Regions from separate parts of the Mus musculus genome. Here region 1 is linked to region 2. The links are chromatin contacts, called in public Hi-C maps. All regions are on one chromosome and are shown on one strand. Each heading gives the region's core, a stretch centred on a gene start, on an enhancer-like site or on the middle of the called end of the contact. The rest is flanking DNA. Distances are from core to core; before and after follow the strand shown. Region 1 overlaps Pla2g4d (phospholipase A2, group IVD). Region 2 holds the start of Pla2g4b (phospholipase A2, group IVB (cytosolic)).

Evidence for each region. A called contact is a pair of places that touch in the nucleus more often than the background predicts.
Region 1: a Hi-C map of nephron progenitors shows a contact between it and region 2, with 2.7 times the contacts expected there. The contact joins the enhancer-like site here to the promoter of Pla2g4b in region 2. A contact is called at or near these places in 1 of 39 promoter capture datasets (hippocampal neurons), 2 of 484 Hi-C or Micro-C datasets (colorectal tumor organoids and nephron progenitors), 1 of 115 datasets of contacts at active chromatin or transcription factors (bone marrow-derived macrophages) and 3 of 9 other capture datasets (adipose tissue, liver and macrophages).

What each region holds. Positions count from the first base shown.
Region 1 is chr2:120,267,415-120,270,114 of GRCm38.p6, reverse strand. It overlaps Pla2g4d (phospholipase A2, group IVD), which reads left to right. Exons shown (of 20, transcript NM_001024137.1): 17 at 1-162; 18 at 428-594; 19 at 1,160-1,346. All of the region lies in intron 1 of Gm52560 (a long non-coding RNA gene), which reads right to left. Among named protein-coding and RNA genes, the nearest start is that of Gm52560, 7.5 kb to the right of the region's middle. Within about 2 kb of position 1,399, at least 18 of the 459 cell types and tissues checked have an H3K27ac peak or open chromatin away from gene starts, as enhancers often do. A contact at or near this core is called in nephron progenitors, where this site is marked.
Region 2 is chr2:120,032,084-120,034,829 of GRCm38.p6, reverse strand. Pla2g4b (phospholipase A2, group IVB (cytosolic)) reads right to left here and starts at 1,397. Exons shown (of 20, transcript NM_145378.4): 1 at 1,324-1,397; 2 at 160-256. The coding sequence starts at 1,332. Jmjd7 (jumonji domain containing 7) reads right to left here. Exons shown (of 8, transcript NM_001114637.1): 8 at 2,226-2,716. The coding sequence ends at 2,628. Gm28042 (predicted gene, 28042) reads right to left here. Exons shown (of 27, transcript NR_104353.1): 8 at 2,365-2,716; 9 at 160-256.

The DNA of each region.
Region 1 (2,700 bases), core at 150-2,649, 240 kb before region 2:
CTGGTGTGGAGGCCCCATGGCTGGAGTCTGGAACAGCTCTGGCCCAGGCACTTAAGGGCTTTCTGACTGGCAGGCCATTCCACCAGCGTAGCGCCAACTTCCTCCATGGCCTCCAGCTGCACCGGGACTACTGTAACCAGAGACACTTCTCCACCTGGGCGGGTAAGGACCATGGCCATGTGTCCCCACAACCGGACTCCTGGTTGGGGTTGTGTTGTGGCTGATAGCTGGCAGTGGTTTGTGAGGAGGTCATATGTATGTTCTTCTGGGGTGTGGTCTGGAGATCCCATTGTGGGTTTAGGGGAAGGTCTGAATTCAAAGAGTGACATCAGACATAAGGCGACATGGAGGGGAATGGGATCAGAGGAGAGTTGCCGTTACCTATGGAAGGGTGACTGCTTCTAACCAGCATTGCCTTGTCTATCAGATTGCAACCTAGATGACACCCCGAATCAGCTGACCCCACAGGACCCTCAGCTCTGCCTAATTGATGCTGGCTGCTTCATGAACAGCAGCTGTCCCTCCCTGTTCCGCCCAGGTCGCCAAGTGGACCTCATAATCTCCTTCAATTACAACCAATCCCTTCCCTTTAAGGTGCCTAGTCACTCTGCGGGAACCCCTCTGCGGGGCCAGGTTCATCTCCACGGATGAGCAGCAGGGTCTCTGCCTCACACTTCCCATGACTAAGGGAGGGAGCTGTAACCCATAGGGTATTTCTGGGTCCTCCATTGGGAAGGGCGGCGATGGTGGTTGAGCTCTGAGATCCCAAGACAGGTGAATGGGAATTTCTGGGATACAACAACAGAGCTGGCAAGGGACCCCAAGCACTGCCACGGCCAACTCCCAACTTTCCCTAGGAAGTCTGGGTGGCAGCAGTGCCAGCCAGCATCACATGTAGGTCCACTACTGGAGCTCTTCAGGGCTAAGATTCAACTGATGCTGTAATAACAGTAGGGGGGTGGGGGAGGCTGCTGGATCTTCATTCCCACCTATAATTTCTAACTACTGGGATCCTTGGATTCCCTTGGAGGCCTTAGTTTGGGCCAGCGCAAGGCCAGGCTGTTGTCTTGACGCTGAGGGAGCAAGTGGGAACTGGAACGTACCTACAGTGAATCTGAGATAACACAGCTCCTTCTGGGCCGCTCTCTGCTCCCCCTAGGGGCTGCAGCAATCTGAGAAATACAGCAGAGCTCGGGGCCTGCCCTTCCCCCGTGTGGAGCCCAGCCCAGAGGACCACAGCCAGCCCCAGGAATGTTACCTCTTCTCAGACCCCACCTGCCCGGAAGCACCCGTTGTGCTGCACTTCCCGCTGGTCAATGACTCCTTCAGGGATCACTCAGCCCCTGGTGAGGCCATCTTCCCTTCTGGTTCCCTGGTGGGCAGAACAGCTCCAGGAAAGGCTTTGGGCTGGGCTCTGGGCTCTTTGGCCACGCCTCCCTGGCCTTGGGCACTGATGCTCACACCTTTGTGAAGCTCTCGGGTTTCAAGGACTTGTCGCTATCCTGGAACTTTATAGTGACCCTCTGTTTTGTGCCCGGTGTGGCCTGGGACCCCTTTTCAGGGACTAAGCCTTTCCTCAACTGACTTCCCGATCTCAGCCCTCCTCGCATCCCTTCCCATCCCCCTTTCCACCAGCTTGGCAGATTTTTTTGTCTACTTTGGGTGGGGGAATCTATTGCCTGCCTTTGTGCGTTACCCCCCAGTTTTCTAGTTGAGATCATAATTCTGACCCTTCCAGACTTACTCTCTTTTGATTGTTTTGATATAAGGTCTTTCTGGACAGCCCCAGTCGACATGTGGCCTCAACCTCAGTTTCTTGAGTGCTGGGATTAGTGCACTATCACACGTGGATTAAGGCTCTACTTTTTCTTCTTTTCTTTCTTTTTCTTTCTTTTTGAAATATGGGTGTTTTGTCTGCATGTGTGTCTGTGCACCACTTGCATGCCCTGGGGCCCAAAGAGGCCAGAAAGGGGTATCAGAACCCCTGCAACTGAAGCTAAAGATGGTTGTGAGCTACCATGTGGGGGCTGGGAGTGAGACCCAGGTCCTCGGGAAAAGCAGCCAGTACTTTTACTGCTCAGTTGTCCTCCCGGATCCCACATCTTTTCCCTTCCCTTCCCTTCCCTTCCCTTTCCCTTTTCTCTTCCCTTTTCTCTTCCCTTTTCTCTTCCCTTTTCTCTTCCCTTTTCTCTTCCCTTTTCTCTTCCCTTTTCTCTTCCCTTTTCTCTTCCCTTTTCTCTTCCCTTTTCTCTTCCCTTTTCTCTTCCCTTTTCTCTTCCCTTTTCTCTTCCCTTTTCTCTTCCCTTTTCTCTTCCCTTTTCTCTTCCCTTTTCTCTTCCCTTTTCTCTTCCCTTTTCTCTTCCCTTTTCTCTTCCCTTTTCTCTTCCCTTTTCTCTTCCCTTTTCTCTTCCCTTTTCTCTTCCCTTTTCTCTTCCCTTTTCTCTTCCCTTTTCTCTTCCCTTTTCTCTTCCCTTTTCTCTTCCCTTCCCTCTTCCCTTCCCTTTTCCCTTTTCCCTTCCCCTTCCCTTTTCCCTTCCTTTTTCCCTTTTCCCTTCCCTTCCCTTCCCTTTTCCCTTTCCTTCCCTTTTCCCTTTTCCCTTCCCTTCTCTTCCCTTCCCTTCCCTTCCCTTCCCTTCCCTTCCCTTCCCTTCCCTTCCCTTCCCTTCCCTCCCCTCCCCTCTCCTCCCCTCCCCTCCCCTT
Region 2 (2,746 bases), core at 148-2,647:
TAGGACTGAGCCCTCTGCCACTTTTGGGATTGTCCCTCCGGCAGCCATCTGCAAGACCAGCCCGGCCTTCCCTGGAGACCCTCCCACTGGTACTTAACTACTCTGAAGCAGCCCACCTACTGCCTGCTTAGCTAAGGGACAGGAAAGCAGTGTGCTTACCTAGGTCCTTGGAAGGCAAGCCACTGGCCCGGAGGACGCGTACAGTGAGCAGGCATGTCTCTGGCACCTTTGCCTGCATGTAGACTGGGCAGGTTTGCTATAGGTAGACGGGGTCAAATATGACAGGGCCACAGGAGAGGGGACAGGGACAAACTCTTAAGGCTTAATTCTCTACCAAAAGGACCAGGTCCACCTGTAGCCATCAGAATGCCAGAGTGACACAAGATACATCTACATGACACCTTCCCATAATTATATAACACCGTGCCAGCTCCATACATTTACTTATTTGTCACATATCCTATGAAGGGAGCTATGACAATGGCCAGCCCTGGGAGGAAACTGAGGCCACTCTCCTAGGTTCTGTTTGGCTCAGAACACAGGCAAGCTAGTTAGTGTCACCCACCATTTCTGGGTATGGTATCCTTTGTCTTTTTATCCCCCTGCCTCACCATCCCACCCCACTCCTACTAAGAGGCTTTAGGGCTGATCTGAGATGTCAGATTAGCCTTCAAGGGACAGGAATGAATACATTGGGGCTTAGGCACTGTGAGTGAGCTGAAACCCATGCCATCTACCCCATCCTGGAAATGTATGCTGCAGGGTTGGGACGGCAGCTACCAGTCCAGATCGCCCACACACTGGCATCCTCCAGACCCGATGGGGGTCTCGAGAGCTCCTCCCAACTCCCTCTGCTTCTGGAGCTATGGACACTTGGCAGTGTGCCAGGGTGGAGGACGCCTGTGCCACCTGGCCCTTCCTTTTGGTCTTCAGCCAGATCTCTGGAGAGGTGCCAGTGGTCAGGTACAGGGAGCTCCACATAGTCAGGGGCAGAGGTGAGGAAGTTCATCTCTGAGGCACCCCTGGGGCTCCCCACATACCAAGCATCCAAGTCAGAAGCATGGAGCAGCTTTCTAGGGCTCCCAGAACAGCAGGTAAGATCCTCAGAGTTCTAAGGGTTCAAATCTACGGAATTCTGCCTGGAACCTATTCCCAGGACAGACCTTCATCTCAGTTCTGGCTTCTATTGCCTGGTCCTGAAGCTGGGACGTATCCCTCCCTTTGCTAAGAGAAGTCCACAGCTCCCTTTAGAAACAGTAGCCACCAGGCCCTGGATGGGGAGCCAAGTCAGAAATGGGAGCCCAGTGCTCTATGGAGCCTTACCAGAGCCATGAGACCAAGTCCACAGGAACAGGAATGATGGCGTAGTGGCCACAGAACCAACAACTGTCAGCTTTAAACCCAGAGCCAAGGTAAGCCAACTGGCCACACATTCCTCTTGGATCCCTCCCACAGACTCTTCTGCTCCACCCAAGCCCCACGCCCACTGCTGACCCAGCCACCTGCCCAGGAAGTGAGACACCTTAAGCTAATGCTGGAGTCAGTGATACCTCCTGGAGTTGGCCACAGGCTCCCTGAAGTCCATTCTCTGCAGTTGCTGATAGCTAGGCTAGCCAACCAGCCCTAACTGAGAGGAGGGGGTTCTCCTCTTGCTGTTAGAGGTTGAACAGGACAGCAGACAGTGGTCCCCTAAAATAGCAGTGAACGCTGGGGGCTAAGGATCACGTTGTCGGTGGGTCCTTTCGCAATCTCCTTCCCAGTGCCAGTACGACAGGAATACCCAGTCTGAACGGGAGCCCTGGGCAATCTCAGAAGAGTACCTCAGGCCCCATCACAATTTTGAAGGGGTGTGGTCTTCACATAAAACAGCCCTTCAAAGCCACGCTAGGCTGCCTCCACCTGGAGCTGGGCGGCTAGGGATGAGACCTATGGGTTGGCATGCAGGGGTAGGGGCTCTCCCTGCTCTTCAGCAGGGTGACAAAGGAGTCTAGGGGTGGAGATCAACTCTTTCCTCAGAGAACAGCTCAGGAGGAACACAGTTCCTGTCCCTTCCTGTTTACATTTATAGAACAGGGGTCACCCTCGGCGCTCCACACCCAGCTTCCCTGGATCAGGGGGAAGAAAAGCCCCAGATGTGGATCTGGCTTAGGCCTCCCAGTTAGGGTCATCCTGAACCTTCAAGCCCTCAGCAGGCCACCAAAGGCAACTGTGACGGGGAACATGAGAACAAGTGTATCAAGTGTCACCTTTTATTGACCGCTTCCTCTACATTGGCCCATGCCTATTCCCAAAGCTCTGGGAGCCAGAGCCATTATTATCTCCACTTTACAGACAAGGGACTGATGCTAACATGCAGTGACTCACCCAAGGTCATAGCACTGGTGAGAGGCACTGCTGTACCTGATCCGTGCTTCCTTGTCACCTGTGTGGCAATTTCCTGGGCACGTTCACCCAGACCTGTCTGGCATTTCTTGGACCTCCAACTAAATTCCAAGTTCCTGCAATGCCTGATCCCAACACAGGCGGGAACCTGGGCAGCAGCCAGGACATATTCGAACTCTAGGCTGCCTCCAGAATCAAATGACCCCGTCGATCCCCGCTGTCCTTTGCAGTGTCTGAGGGTCTCTTCAGTCAAGGCCTGTGGCCCTGGTGAGGGTGTCCATCAGTTGAAAGTAACTGTACTTGAGGTCATACTCCATGTCATACCAGAAATTCACTGTGGAGAGGAGGGGGACCCGGATGTGAG